4 separate regions of the Mus musculus genome follow, and all the other regions are linked to region 4. The links are chromatin contacts, called in public ChIA-PET and Micro-C maps. All regions are on one chromosome and are shown on one strand. Each heading gives the region's core, a stretch centred on a gene start, on an enhancer-like site or on the middle of the called end of the contact. The rest is flanking DNA. Distances are from core to core; before and after follow the strand shown.

Region 1 (3,536 bases), core at 834-3,333, 460 kb before region 4:
TAAGGACTTGTAACTCTTTAGCAGTGTTCTCCTGTATTTCTTTAAGTGATTTATTAAAGTCCTTCTTGATGTCCTCTACCATCATCATGAGATATGCTTTTAAATCTAGGTCTAGGTTCTCGGGTGTGTTGGGGTTCCCTGGACTGGGCGAAGTGGGTGTGCTGGGTTCTGGTGATGGTGAGTGGTCTTGGTTCCTGTTAGTAAGATTCCTCCGTTTACCTTTCGCCATCTGGTAATCTCTGGAGTTAGTAGTTATAGTTGACTCTGTTTAGAGATTGTTCTTCTGGTGATTCTGTTACCGTCTATCAGCAGACCTGGGAGACAGATTCTCTCCTCTGAGTTTCAGTGCTCAGAGCACTCTCTGCTGGCAAGCTCTCTTACAGGGAAGGTGCGCAGATATCTTGTATTTGGACCTCCTCCTGGCCGAAGAAGAAGGCCCAAAACAGGACCTTTCTCAGACACTGTGTTGCTTTGGCAGTTCCCAGGTGGTACAGACTCTCACCTAAGCAGACTAAATTCCTAAGTTCCTTGGAGTCCCGGGACCAAGATGGCGACCGCTGCTGCTGTGGCTTAGGCCGCCTCCCCAGCCGGGCGGGCACCTGTCCTCCGGTCCGGACGGTGGCCGGCTGTCCCCGGCCCACAAAGGGTGCTGCCTCAGCGCCTCTGTGCTTCCGCCTGTTCCAGAAGCTGTCAGGTTCTCTGGCGCACCCTCTCACCTGTTCAGACTAATTTCCTAAGTTCGGCGGGTCCCGGACCAAGATGGCGACCGCTGCTGCTGTGGCTTAGGTCGCCTCCCCAGCCGGGCGGGCACCTGTCCTCCGGTCCGGAAGGTGGCTGGCTGTCCCCGGCCCACACAGGGTGCTGCCTCAGCCCCTCTGTGCTTCTGCCTGTTCCAGAGGCTGTCAGGTTCTCTGGCGCACCCTCTCACCTGTTCAGACTAATTTCCTAAGTTCGGCGGGTCCCGGACCAAGATGGCGACCGCTGCTGCTGTGGCTTAGGCCGCCTCCCCAGCCGGGCGGGCACCTGTCCTCCGGTCCGGACGGTGGCCGGCTGTCCCCGGCCCACAAAGGGTGCTGCCTCAGCGCCTCTGTGCTTCCGCCTGTTCTAGAAGCTGTCAGGTTCTCTGGCGCACCCTCTCACCTGTTCAGACTAATTTCCTAAGTTCGGCGGGTCCCGGACCAAGATGGCGACCGCTGCTGCTGTGGCTTAGGTCGCCTCCCCAGCCGGGTGGGCACCTGTCCTCCGGTCCGGAAGGTGGCCGGCTGTCCCCGGCCCACACAGGGTGCTGCCTCAGCGCCTCTGTGCTTCCGCCTGTTCTAGAAGCTGTCAGGTTCTCTGGCGCACCCTCTCACCTGTTCAGACTAATTTCCTAAGTTCGGCGGGTCTCAGACCAAGATGGCGACCGCTGCTGCTTCTCTTTTTTAAGTACTTAAAGGTCATTGGTCTGACAATGTCCACTTTTTATTCCATTGATGAGAGCTGTGGCTATTGCATTGACACTAGTAACTTGGAAGATTATATATTAAAATACCCTGTATACTGGGGTAAGAGAAAACGTATTAAAGACCATTTCATCTAAATTTGTTCTTTTTAAGTGTTATTAAGTTTTTTTCTCTATTTGTTTATTTTAAAATCGAGTTACCAGAAAGCTTAGATAAGAAAAACGAACAAAGCCGGGCGTGGTGGCGCAGGCGTTCCAGCACTTGGGAGGCAGAGGCAGGCGGATTTCTGAGTTCGAGGCCAGCCTGGTCTACAAAGTGAGTTCCAGGACAGCCAGGGCTATACAGAGAAACCCTGTCTCGAAAAACCAAAAAGAAAGAAACAAAACAAAACAAAAACGAACAATAGTAGATAACACTTCGGGTATGATGCAAGTGAATATCTGACTAATGTCAAACAAGAAATGTAGAAGAAACGCGGAGCCCATCAGAAACCAAGACCATCTCACATCACAGTTAAGACTCCTGATCTAAGAGTCAGGGAACTCTGCTTCCTTTCCTGTCCTTTCCTCGCGCAGACTCAGAGCGGGCCTCAAGCGAGCGCTGTGGCATCTGATCCTTGCGCCAATCCGTAGCTCACTCTACTTTGTGCTGAGTGGTTGCAATGGCGGACGTGTCTGAGAGGACGCTGCAGGTGTCCGTGCTAGTGGCTTTCGCCTCTGGAGTGGTCCTGGGCTGGCAAGCGAATCGGCTGCGGAGGCGTTACCTAGACTGGAGGAAGCGGAGGCTGCAGGACAAGCTGGCAACGACTCAGAAAAAGCTGGACCTGGCCTGAGCACGCGCTGCAGCCCGAGTCCGCCGGGTTCTCACTCCCTAAGCCCAACGCAGCCCGGATCGTGGGAGCCGCGCGACCCAGGAGTCGTCCTTGCACGGCTTGCAAGAACATGGCTTGCTTCAGAAAGAAAATAGTTTTGTCTTCTCTAACAACTTACTTTCAGGTATTAACAGCTCAGTTTGCTGAGGGTATTTAATGGGAATGTTTTACCACGTGCGATGCAGTTACACCTTAACATTTAACTTCGAAATGGGGGAGGGAGTCATTTCACGCCCAGCCTCCACATTCATAGGGTCCACAGTGGCTTTTTAACGTGGATGGCAGGAGCTTTGCGTTTCATCATAGTTATTCTTCAGTCCTATAGTTTTCTTCTCTTAGTTCATGGTTTGCGATCACAGTACAGAAATTTGAAGTTAAAGATACTACTGTGTTACTGATTTTTTTTTCTTACTGTTTTTCAACAGCTTGTCGAAGATGAAAATAAAAAGCACTGGAGAGAAATAATTTCTTGCACTTTATGAATCTATTTTTAAAATAAAAAATTAAACATCTTTGAATCTTTTTCCTCCTCACAAAAGAAAGCAGTATTTTTGCCTACCATTCAGTTTGCTGCAGTAAGAGATTTGGAGCCTGAAAGCAGAGACTTTCTGATGGAATCTCACCTTGGTACAGCCTGGAGGCAGATCTGATCAACGGACCATTATGAGTCATTTTTCTAGACATATTCAGAAAACCTAGGAGCTGTGTCAAATGCCTGAATTAAGCATTACAAATGCAAGATATTTGCACTTTGAAGAATGTAGAGAGTAAAAAAACTAAAATTAAAAAAAATAATGCATGTGATATAACGGAATATATATGTGAAAGAGAAACTGTTGAGTAAGCTTAAAGATAAATGCCAGTCCTATCAAGTGACCAAAGCCTTGGTTATTTATAAGATGTATTTCTGACGCATTGTCTACATTTTTAAGAAAATCAGTTTGTTCTCCAGGGAAACACCATGGCCCATTTTCCTAGGATTATTGAGCCTTATATGTGACTTAGATCTTATTCTATGAATCCAGCAAGGGCTGAAACGCCAGTTTTCAGAGAGCCATCCTGTCTGGGCTTTAGTTGGCTGAAGCTTTCTAGTCAGCATTCCTCACTGAGAACTAGGTGAAGATCTTTGAGGTAGAATAGGGTTCTTATCTGCCTGTGGGTGGTGGCGGTGGGCAGTTGTGTGGGGACCAGAGGTCAGCATCAGTGCCTTCCTGGACTGTTCT
Region 2 (3,472 bases), core at 773-3,272, 460 kb after region 4:
TTTTTTTTTTTTTTACTTTTCAGGACAGGGTTTCTCTGTGTAGCTCTGGCTGTCCTGTAACTTGCTCTGTAGACTTTAAACTCATAGATCACCTGCCTCTGCCTCCCAAGTGCTGGGATTAAAGGCGTTCCCCACAACTGCTTGGCTCTTTTCTCTTTTTAAGATTTATTTATTTATTTTATGTATATGAGTACACTGTAGCTGTACATATGATTGTGAGCCATCATGTGGTTGCTGGGAATTGAACTCAAGACCTCTGGAAGAGCACAGTGCTCTTAACCTCTGAGCCCCATCTCTTTAACCCATAGCTTTTCCTTTTTAACCAGAATTATAAAGTTAACAAGAAATAAAGTACTTTCATTTTGTTATATTTTGATTTTCTTTTTTGTCCTGTCTTCTAGATTATAAAGATAGTCAAGTCACAAAATGTATAAACCCAGTTGAAATTTCAAAGATAAATAGTTATTGAATGATCACATGTTAATCAAGATCCCTGGAATATTCATCAGATACTGTTACAACATGTATATTAAGACATTTTTTTATTTTTATTTTTTGAGACATAGTCTATGTGGTTTTGGCTGGCCTGGAACTTGCTATGTTGACCAGATTGGCCTTGAACTCACAGAGATCAGCATGCCTCAACCTCCCAAGTGCTAGGATTAAAGACATGTACCACCATGGCCAGCACTTGAAGCACTTAAAAACACTGCTCCTCCTAGGCCTACAAGGTGGGGAATGCCTGAAGATGATTTATAAGCACCACAAAACTTGTAAGAGAAAGAGTGAGTGGCTGGATTAGTTTGTTGAAGAGGCTTGGCTCAGTGAACTGTGGGTCATATTGCTTGGGAGATAATAACTATGCAGCATGGAAGAAGCTAAACCAAACCAAGGTACGTGCACATTGTAGGAAACTTCAGCTAGTCCATCCACAGTCCATCTATAGACACAGAGCAGGCTAGTGCAGTTGGCTCGCCCTATACCTAGGTTCTAGGTTGACTCAACCAACCAAAGAAGGAAAATAATTGGAAATAAAATTATACTGAACATTTTATTAATCTAAAGAAATACACATTTGTATTTTGTTAGGTTTTGCATCTATTGATTTAATGTATACTTAAAGATGTATATCTAAGGCAGGAGGATTACAGTAAATTTGAGATTAGCCAGAGTTAAAAGAGGAAAGATAGAGGCAGAACAGCCCTTCAGGCAGAGGAGCCTTTAAAATTGTAAGAAAAAATGTCTCTAGGTCTCTGTAGGGAATTGGTTCCAAGACTCTCCATACCCATAATATACATACAGAAAGATGATGTGCCAAAAGCAGGTTTGGTTTTGTGTTTTTAAGATGGTGTCATTCTAATCCTCGATAGCCTGGAATTTACTGCAGTCCTCTTGCCTTAGCCTTCGGAGTGCTGGGATTACAGGCATGTGCCACTACTCCTGATCTAAAAAAAAACAAAAAACAAAAAACTTTCAGGATGGCAAAAGCCGGCAATCCCAGCAGTGTGGGGTTAAAGGCAGAATCCATAGTTCAAGGTCATTTTAGGCCAGGCGCCTGGGCTACAAAGGAACTCAAATAACACTAAATGTCTGAAATTCCAGTTCTGGAGGATCTAGCACGGTCTTCTGAGGACACTGCACACATATGGTACACAGACATACATGAGGCAAAACACACATACACCTAAAATAAGTCACTAATAATAGCAGTGTTGATAAAAAAAAAAAAACGGATTGCACCCTTGATGGGAAAGGATAACGTGCGGGAAGAGATCGCTAATAACCAACGTAGACAGATGCGATAGCAAAAGAAACAGACAAGCGTGCGCGGCCGGGAGCTAAGTTTTGGCGAAGCCGGGGAATCTGGTCATTAAAGCGGAACAAGTTCTCGTGGACAGAGGCAGGGGAAGCCGAAGCCAGCAACACCAGGGAAAGCAGCAGCTCGGCGTTTCCCGGCCGGCGGAGCTTAGGGGCAGGCCGCAGTAAGCGCGCCCTTCACGTGACACGCCCTCCGCGCGACGCACTCGACGGCCCCGTCACGTGGCTGCCGCGGCCCCGTCTCCGGCGGAGGCGGGCGCGGGCGCGTCCCTGTGGCCAGTCACCCGGCGGAGCTGGTCGCACAATTATGAAAGACTCGACTTCTGCTGCTAGCGCTGGAGCTGAGTTAGTTCTGAGAAGGTTTCCCGGGGCTGTCCTTGTTCGGTGGCCCGTGCCACCGCCTCCGGAGACGCTTTCCGATAGATGGCTGCAGGCCGCGGAGGTGGAGGAGGAGCCGCTGCCCTTCCGGAGTCCGCCCCGTGAGGAGAATGGTACGGAGCCGGGCCTGGCGCGGGCGGGCCTCGCGGGAGCCTGGGCGGCGCTCCGGGGAGCTCCGTGACCCTCCGGGCGCCACCGCTCGCAGCGGAGCCGTCACGGAAAGGGAGGGAGGGCTGGGGTGGTGTGGCAAGGAGAAGGGCGCGGGTTCCGAGCTGTGACTTGGTGGCTGTGCCGCAGACGCTCTACAGGTACATTTTCTACTATTATTTTGTTTAATAGAACGGGAGCGATTTTGACGGTGTAGACTGCGATGTGGTTCGGGGTTTTGTTTAGCAGGCGACAGGGAAGGGACAATTCCTGGGAGGCTGAGACCGTGCGTTGCCAGGTCTGCGTCGAACTACCTCATCTGTTGTCCCAGACAGTTTGAAGCCAATGTGCAGACTGGAGGGAGTCGGTGTGTTGCAGCGTTGGCTAGAGCTTTTGTTGTTAAGGCCAGGAACCGGATTTGGAGAGTTCTTACAAAGAAAGCCATTTAGATCTAGGATCTGAGCAGGAAAGGCATTCCTGCTCAGTAGTTTAACTTGATAGGCTTTATGCAAACTGGTGTTTCTTTGCCGAAGTCAGACAGGTTTAGTTTTCTGCCTTTTCTTTATTTTTGAGACAAGGTCTCGCTTGTGACCCTGGCTGGCTTGGAACTCACTGTGTAGACAGACCAGGTTGGCCTTAAACTCAGAGATCCGCTTACCTCTACCTCCCAAGATTAAAGACGTGCGCCACCATGTCGGGCTAGGGCTAGGTTTAGAAGTGTCTTACTTATAAAGTACATGTGAATAAATACTGCATTTCTCACTTTCGTTTGTAAAGTTATTGAAGACTACTTTTTTTTTTAAAGATTTATTTATTTATTATATGTAAGTACACTGCAGCTAGCTGTTTTAAGACACTCCAGAAGAGGGAGTCAGATCTTGTTAGGGATGGTTGTGAGCCACCATGTGGTTGCTGGGATTTGAACTCGGGACTTTCAGAAAAAAACAGTCAGTGCTCTTAACCGCCGAGCCATCTCTCCAGCCGCTGAAGACTCCTTTTATTTGAGACTGGATTACACACAGCCTAGGCTGGCCTCAAATCCTGAGTCTATCATTGAGTTCCTTATCCTCTTGCGTCCATCTCCTGAGCTCTGGAATCACAGGTGTCTGTCGCCTGGCTTTTCCTAGTT
Region 3 (3,555 bases), core at 420-2,919, 400 kb after region 4:
GAATTTGATTTTATTGTTGTATAGTTTTTCCTTTTTTCGTGTCCTATTTTAGGAATTCTCATCCAACAAGAAGCTCTTAAGAGTATAAATGTTCCCCTGAGACAACTTAGAAGGTCAGGAGTAAGATTTATTTGAGCTAAACTGAGGTAGCAGTATGAGGTCTCTGGAATGCTCATTCTCTGATTCTCGGATTCAATAGGTTTGGATGGTGATGCTGAAACTGCAGTCAGGAGCCGTGGTCCAGGCCAGCACTCTGAAACACTAAATAATGAAAGGTTTTTAAGCTTGGCTGTATATTAAATCTGGAAATGTTTTTAAAATCCAGATATATTGCTCTCATCAGATGAGCAAGTATCTAGGATCCCAGTGGAAAGGGGAGATTAGCTTAAACATCAGTGTCCTAGAAGGATTCTAAAAGTGGCTGAGAGTAAATGCAACAATGCTTGACAGGCAGTTTCTGTCTAGGGGGTTCTTACAGCTGGTAGGGTTACAAATAGATTGAAACTGGACCAGAGGGGGAAGCCAGGGGACAGACAACTACAGAAAAAACCCACGCAGAACTGTGGGAGAGCTTCCTTCAGGAATTCCCCCAGGAAGATGCCAATGAGGAAGTCTCAAGTTCCAAGCTGTGCAACTATTTCACCCTCTGCCTCTTCTCACTCTCCCCCTCTCCTAACTTCAGCCAAGGTCCAGTTCTGTAGTTCTGTAGTTCTGTAGTTGCCTCCCTTGGCTTTCAGACTAATGCTTCCTTCCTCTTTGCCTAGCTGAAATTAACTTGCACAGAAGGTAATAGTCAGTTATACTCAGCTAGGGCTGGTGTTTTTTTTTTTTTTTTTTTTTTTTTTTTCTCTTCCTGGTGCCCTATTTTTACCTCCCTTGGATCCTTGTGGAGTTCCTTGTGAAAGGTTGCTTTGTAACAGTGTTTGCTCACACATCTGTAGTCCTTGCTGTGTCCCTCCTTTAGGATAACAGGAACACTGTCCTATTCAGTGTTTGGTATTAAATAGTCATCCAACAAATATTTGACAACCTAGTATACACTGGATATTCTGTGTGTAAGGACACAGCAGTCAACAGAGCAAAGAGGGATCCTTCCATTAACTGGATAGCAGCATGGGAGATACATAGATGAGTATAAGAAAATGGGGGGAGGGACCCCCAAAACCTCAGGCATGGTGACTTATGCCTATGATACAGGAAGATCTCTGAGTTCTAGGCCATCATCTTCAAAGTGAGTTCAGTACTAGTCGAGGATGTTTCCAAAGAAAGCAAGAACAACAACAGCAATAAATAAATAAATAAATAAATAACAAAAAGAAAAAAAAAGCTATGAAGGTTACAAATAAATCATAGCATGAAAGTGAATTAAGGGGTACTTAAGATGAAGTGTACTAGGAAACCCTCTTTAGGGAGGAAGTGTTAAGTAAGTGATAAGGGAACACCAAGAGTGTATTCCCCAGAGACTGCCCGCCTGGAGGGTCTGTGGATCTTAACGGGTGGGAAAGTAGAGAAACCAAGGACAGAGAAAACAGGGTGAGGTGACGTAAACTTAGCAGCAGAGGAAGAGTTTTGATTTGTGCTGCCAAGTGTGGAGAGGAGCCTCGTCTGGGTTCCGTATTTACGAAGATCGCCCCGAGGCTACGTGGCAGAGGCCAGAAAGGAAACTGAAACCCGAAGCTCCAGTGGCTTGGAATGGGCGGCGGCCGCAGTTAGGGGGAACCGAACGAGAACCCAGGATTTACGCAGCTAAAACGGCTCTGCCAGGAGCTGACAGTACCCACAGAGTCCCGGCCTAGCGTTTCGCGGGAGGGACCGGAAGAGGAAGTCGGGGCTGCACCCTAGAGGTCCGGGTGCCGCCAGCGCAGCCTGAGCCTAGCTGCCCGCCCGTGGGATGGGGCTGCTGCACTCGCTGCACGCTCCCGCGGCTGCCCTGCTCTGGAGCTGCCTGCTCGGACTGGTGAGAGCCGCACTCCCCTCCCCTCCCCTCCGCTTTTCCCTCCCCTTCCTCCCGCTTCCTCCCCCTCCCCCTCCATCCCTTCCTTTCCCTCTAACCTCCTCCGGATTTCCCTCATCCCTCCTCCTTCCCTACCTCCCCCTTCCTCTCCTTCTACCCTGGCTTCCCATTCTCCCACTGCCCGGGCCCGGTTAACTGCCTTCGTCCTTGAGTCCCAGCATTCCTCACCCGCCCCCAGCCCCCGAAATCCAGCGAAATGCCCAACCCCTGGGAGAAACCCGCGGGCGGGGGTAGGAGTGGGTGGGGAGCTTCCTCCTCCTTGGTCCTGGAGCCCTCTCTATAATTTTTCACTGTGCTGGCATCTTTTCTTCTTAATTCAAAGAATTCACTTCTGTGCTTCTCTGTGTAGCCCAATCTTACTGCTGCCTTTTGCCTAGAAAAAGGCGGATGGAGGGGCCGGTGTGAACAGGGTTCCAGGTGTTAGCGTTCTGGCCTGCTCTTTTGTTGACTGCGCTCACATACATTTCTCTCTATAGCCATATGAATATCTATATACTTTCCTTTCACTCCCAGATAGTGCCTTCTATGTAAGGTACATGTGATTATACTATGGGATTTGTATTATGCTTTTGTTTTCATATAGGTATACTTTAAAATACCTTTAAAGGGGAAATGAGAGGTTTGAATAGTTTGACGTCTAAAAGGGTCAAAGTCTGGTTGAGAAAAAAATAACAAATATGCGCTCACATACCCATATTTGCTGAAATAATGTTTTAAAATTCGGGATCAAAGTAATTTGAGCTCCAATGTGTGACCAAGAAGCTAACTCTCAGTGTTTTAGATTTTGTTTCTGTTCACTTTCTTTTCTGACATTTGATGTTGGGAAATTTGTATCGGTATTGTTTGCACACTGTTGTGTAAACTGTGTATGTAGTTATTACTTAAAAACCATCACTTCTCTGAAAGACTGCTTTGTCACTCTGGGCTTGAAAAGGTCATGGAGAAGGTTTAAGCCCCAAACAGTTTTTTTTTTTTTTTTTTTTTTAAGGTAGCCTTTGGCGTTCTAGGAACTTTGCTGGACAGCATTCGGAGAGAACCCATTCAAAAAGTATTTTGAGGAGAGAATGACAGCACAGTAGCTTTACTTTGTATCTTTAAAGCAGGAACTGAATAACCAGACAAGTGTCATTTAGGTCCAAAGAAAACTCACAGGATATGTAAATGTCTCGGCCCTCTAGCTTAGCTGTCAAGCTTAACTCATTTCAGGGAACTTAAGATGATTAATACGAAATAATGTTTACGTACTTATACCATAGCTCCACTAATTTTTCTCAAGGTAAATCAATATTTAGCACAGTAATACATCTACTCTTGATAAACCCACATTTTTTGGGCACTCAGGAAGCTGAGGTCTGTGGATCTCTTGAGTTTGGAGCCGGTTTGGTCTACAGAGAGTTCCAGGACAGCCTACAGAGAGAAATCTTGTCTCAAGAAAACAAACCAAACCAAACAGAACATACAAAGTGTTAAGTCCACACTGTGGTTGCTATTAAAGAGCTCAGAAGATACCTGGGTAATGATGGATGTCATGGATACAAGGG
Region 4 (3,583 bases), core at 566-3,065:
AATAAGGGCCAGCCCTTATGCCACCTCAGAAGAGCACCATATCAGAGCAGCCGTCATCCTGGATTTCCTAGCACCCCAGTGGGACGGCAAGATGAGGAGGGAGGAGCTGGGCCACAGCAGCTTCCCCCAGGAGTCAGTCAAAGCCAGAGCTGTGGGTGGGGCCAGGCTGGGCTTTGCCTCAGTGACACAGCACCTGGGTCTCCAGCTGTAGCAGCTGCCCCATGAAACTGAAGTTGGGGGAGATGACTCCCCGACGTTGCTTAACAAAGTCAAAGGCCTCGTCCAGCCGTACCCGGTGGCTCTGAATCAGGTATGCCAGGCAGATGGTGGCTGAGCGAGAGATGCCAGCTTGGCAGTGCACCAGCACCCGGCCCCCACTATTCTTCACCGAGTCTGAAAAAGAAATGTGGAGCCGAGAGTCAGACAGGAAGGTGGACAGAGGAATCAGGTGCCTGTACCTTCTCCCCTACAGTTCCCACAGAACCCTGGGCTGAGGCTCCCCTACCTATGAAGCTGATAGCCTCCTGGAACCAGGCACTTATCTCCACCATCTGGTTATCTTCTACTGGAATGCTCTTGTAATGGAAAAGACCCTCAAAGTGGTTGGGGCAGCTGGCAGAGACATTGAGAACTGCTGTGATGCCGCAGGCCTGCAGGCCCTGAAGATCTGAGGAGTGGTTGCAGCTGCCCAAGTACAGGTAGGGCAAGATTTCCACAGGACCACCCTGGAGGAGGAAGGGGACGGTGGTGAGACCTCACTCAGCCTTGTGCTGGAGGGCTTGATCCAGACATCTTGGATTGGCTAGAAACAAGAGAAGCTCTAGGCCTTCTGACCAAGGACAGAATTAAAAGTCTTGAGGCCACAAGGGGACATATGTTCAGACACTTTGTGCCACATATGCCTTAAAGTCTGTATGAGGATATATACACGTTCACACCATTTGCAGGTCACACAAACACTCTCCACATCTGGGAATGTATATTGGAACACACCCCTGTCTTTCCCCACTGGCGTTCTCCAGAGGCATCCCTCTAGAATGCACAATGAAGACAACAAATTCGAATATCAACTCACCTGGTCATAGATCGGAACCCTCGGGTCAGAGTTGCTATTTTCGGCCCCAGCAGGAGGCAGGGCCTGGGCAGGAGCTTCAGAGCACAGATCCGGACAGTACGTCTGGAAGCTTTTGAAACCGCCTGTGGGAAAGACAAGAAAGGGTATGATTAGCCAAGAGGTCGGGAACGGGGCACGGAACGTGGGACAAGGGGCTAAGAGCGCGGGGCGCGGAACATGGGAGAAGGGGCGAAGGGCGCAGGGCGCGGGGCGCGGGCTCACCTCGCAAGAAGCACACGGTCGTGGGTCCCCCGCGCATCTCGTGCTGCAGTGCGGCTAGCAGCAGGTGAGCGGGGCCGTCCGGCGGGAGCTCGGCCACAGACGCGCTGCTTTCATCCAGCACCACGGCACGGGCCAGCTCCCCGCGGCCCAGGCGCGCCCGGAGTGCGCGGTCGGGCAACAGACAGGCGAGGGCAGCGGCGGGGGTGCCGCGCGCACGCCGCCGCAGCAGCGCGTTCCAGGGCACCGGTCGCGCGGCGCGCACGTGGCTCCGGCAGAAGGCCAGGAACGGGCGGCAGTCGAGCAGCAGCGTGCGCTCGGCCTCCCGCGGCTCCCGCAGCAGCGCGCCCAGCGCCGCGCACTCTAGCTCGCACGCCGTCTCCAGCCCCATGGCGATCGGCATCGCAAAGCCTCCTGCTTCCGGATGTCCTCTCCCTCGGCTCCGGCGGCGCGGTGTCTGTGTGGCGGGAGCTGACGGTTCTGGGGGCTCTTCGTCGAGCCCGGGCTTAAATACTCGAGGGCTGGCCCCTCGGGTCACCATACAAGGGTAGAGCAGGAAGGCGCCGGTGCCCGCCCCCGCGGCTTCACGTGGGACTCTGGCTGGGCCGCCCCCGGGGCTCCCTGAGCGGACAGGGGGTGGGTGGGGCGGGGCATCAGGGGGAGGGACACGCGGGGGAAGAAACTGGGAACCAGACCGTGACAAGTGTCGGCCTGGAGTCTAGAGGCCCCACCCACGTCTCTCCAGTGTATATGCCCCAGTGCTCCCCACTCTTTGCCAGGCTTCAAGCCACTAAGTGCTTAGGAACTCAGCTCTCAGCTGCACCGAGCCTTTGAGTTACTCAGGTCTTCAGCTTCCTCACTTTTCCCATTTTCTCCCAGGGTTTTCATTCTAGGAATTTCGATAGCAAAAATGGACAAATTACCTGTTGCTACCCATAATGATACACTATTAGGAAAGACACCAACCGTCAGGAAATTGTCCTATTCTCCCATGTCAGGCCCAGGCCCAGGTGGAGGAGTCCTGGAAAGCCAAAGCCCTGGGGCAGGGGCGGGGGTGGGGTGGGGTGGGAGGGGCTTTAATGGGGAAGGGGCGCAGGGGCCTGTGACGAGTTTCCTCTTATGACTGGGACAGTTTCTTTCCCCAGGGGCCCAGGGAAACCCCCAAGAGCCTAAAAAGAAGTAGTTCCCATGCCACAGGCCAGGGCTAAAGAGGAACTCTGTTGACGATGCTGGGCTCTCCCAGGGCATAGCCAGGCCTGGCGGGAATTTCAGGGGAAGAAGGACTATTCACAGAACCTGTTCCCTTCCGACCCCTTAGGAGCTACAAACCCCTCTGGGACAGGCCCTGGTCCCACACCAAACTGTAAGAATGAAAAACTGGGTAACTCACAGCCATTCTGTGCTCCCCCACTCAAGTGCCTGCCCGCCCCCCCCTCCCGGATGTGGTGAGGCCCAGCTGCACGTGGGCCCCCCGGGACACTCCTGCGTTGGGGGCGAGAAAGTTGGTAGGTGGCTGAACTGAAGCAGGCGGGTGGGGACAGTGTTCAGAACCCAGCCTCCCAAATCTTTATTGCCCTGAGCCAATCCTCTGCCTTTACTAAGACCCTTCCAGCATCCCTGCAGATCCTTTGTTTCTTGGAGGCCTGTGGCTAGAACCTGTGGGGACCCCTAACATAAGGTATGGTAGGTATATAGGTGCTCGAGCAAAATATTATGCCTTTCCTCTTGATTTGGGGAACTTGGGGCTTGTGGGGGATACAGAATGCCAGGGAGAGCTACGAGGACTCCTGGACCAGGAGTCATGGACTTGTGTCTCAGTGGCACGGTCATGCAAGTTGGTTCCAGGGCCACAGCCTGGGTCCCTTCCCACCAAGCCTGTCTGGAGGCTGATACAGCACAACTGGCAGCCCAGCCAGGGAGTCTGGACCATAGATCCCTGAAGCTGATAGGGGGCTCTTATCCTTGGCATCAGCCTCACAGATGACTTAATGGCTGATTCCAGGGACAAATTACAGAGCATGGAGGGGGACCATCATGTCTAGTCTTGCTGAACAGAGTCACCTGCCATGCCTGGAGCCACAGCCTTCCAGCTGTGGAGAAGAGGGGAGGCCCTGCTAGCTGAGGTCCCTGCAGCAGGAGTGAAATCAACTTAGCTTTGTGGGAAACTCCAGCCCCTGACTCCAGTGCTGAACTGAGCTGCTGGGCCCCCTGGCAGGGTGAGAGTGTGTCCCTCAGAGTCTGCTGGGTGCC

What was found. A called contact is a pair of places that touch in the nucleus more often than the background predicts. ChIA-PET counts read pairs in DNA pulled down with a chosen protein or histone mark.
Region 1: a Micro-C map of embryonic stem cells shows a contact between it and region 4, with 2.4 times the contacts expected there. The contact joins the promoter of Mtln here to the promoter of Dusp2 in region 4. A contact is called at or near these places in 1 of 39 promoter capture datasets (stem cell-derived epiblast-like cells), 1 of 484 Hi-C or Micro-C datasets (embryonic stem cells), 1 of 115 datasets of contacts at active chromatin or transcription factors (memory CD8 T cells) and 1 of 9 other capture datasets (adipose tissue).
Region 2: a contact with region 4 is called in an RNA polymerase II ChIA-PET map of memory CD8 T cells, with 54 read pairs. The contact joins the promoter of Trpm7 here to the promoter of Dusp2 in region 4. A contact is called at or near these places in 3 of 115 datasets of contacts at active chromatin or transcription factors (effector CD8 T cells, memory CD8 T cells and microglia).
Region 3: a contact with region 4 is called in an RNA polymerase II ChIA-PET map of effector CD8 T cells, with 6 read pairs. The contact joins the promoter of Sppl2a here to the promoter of Dusp2 in region 4. A contact is called at or near these places in 2 of 39 promoter capture datasets (hippocampal neurons and pre-B cells), 1 of 484 Hi-C or Micro-C datasets (CD4 T cells), 2 of 115 datasets of contacts at active chromatin or transcription factors (effector CD8 T cells and memory CD8 T cells) and 1 of 9 other capture datasets (liver).

The regions. Positions count from the first base shown.
Region 1 is chr2:127,791,035-127,794,570 of GRCm38.p6, reverse strand. It overlaps Mtln (mitoregulin), which reads left to right and starts at 2,083. Exons shown (of 2, transcript NM_001384135.1): 1 at 2,083-2,437; 2 at 2,739-3,189. The coding sequence starts at 2,104. The coding sequence ends at 2,274.
Region 2 is chr2:126,874,811-126,878,282 of GRCm38.p6, reverse strand. It overlaps Trpm7 (transient receptor potential cation channel, subfamily M, member 7), which reads left to right and starts at 2,022. Exons shown (of 39, transcript NM_021450.2): 1 at 2,022-2,309. The coding sequence starts at 2,307.
Region 3 is chr2:126,931,349-126,934,903 of GRCm38.p6, reverse strand. Sppl2a (signal peptide peptidase like 2A) reads left to right here and starts at 1,669. Exons shown (of 15, transcript NM_023220.2): 1 at 1,669-1,957. The coding sequence starts at 1,892.
Region 4 is chr2:127,334,391-127,337,973 of GRCm38.p6, reverse strand. It overlaps Dusp2 (dual specificity phosphatase 2), which reads right to left and starts at 1,815. Exons shown (of 4, transcript NM_010090.2): 1 at 1,337-1,815; 2 at 1,076-1,197; 3 at 506-725; 4 at 1-393. The coding sequence starts at 1,736. The coding sequence ends at 179. Gm46762 (a long non-coding RNA gene) reads left to right here and starts at 2,423. Exons shown (of 3, transcript XR_003953899.1): 1 at 2,423-3,583.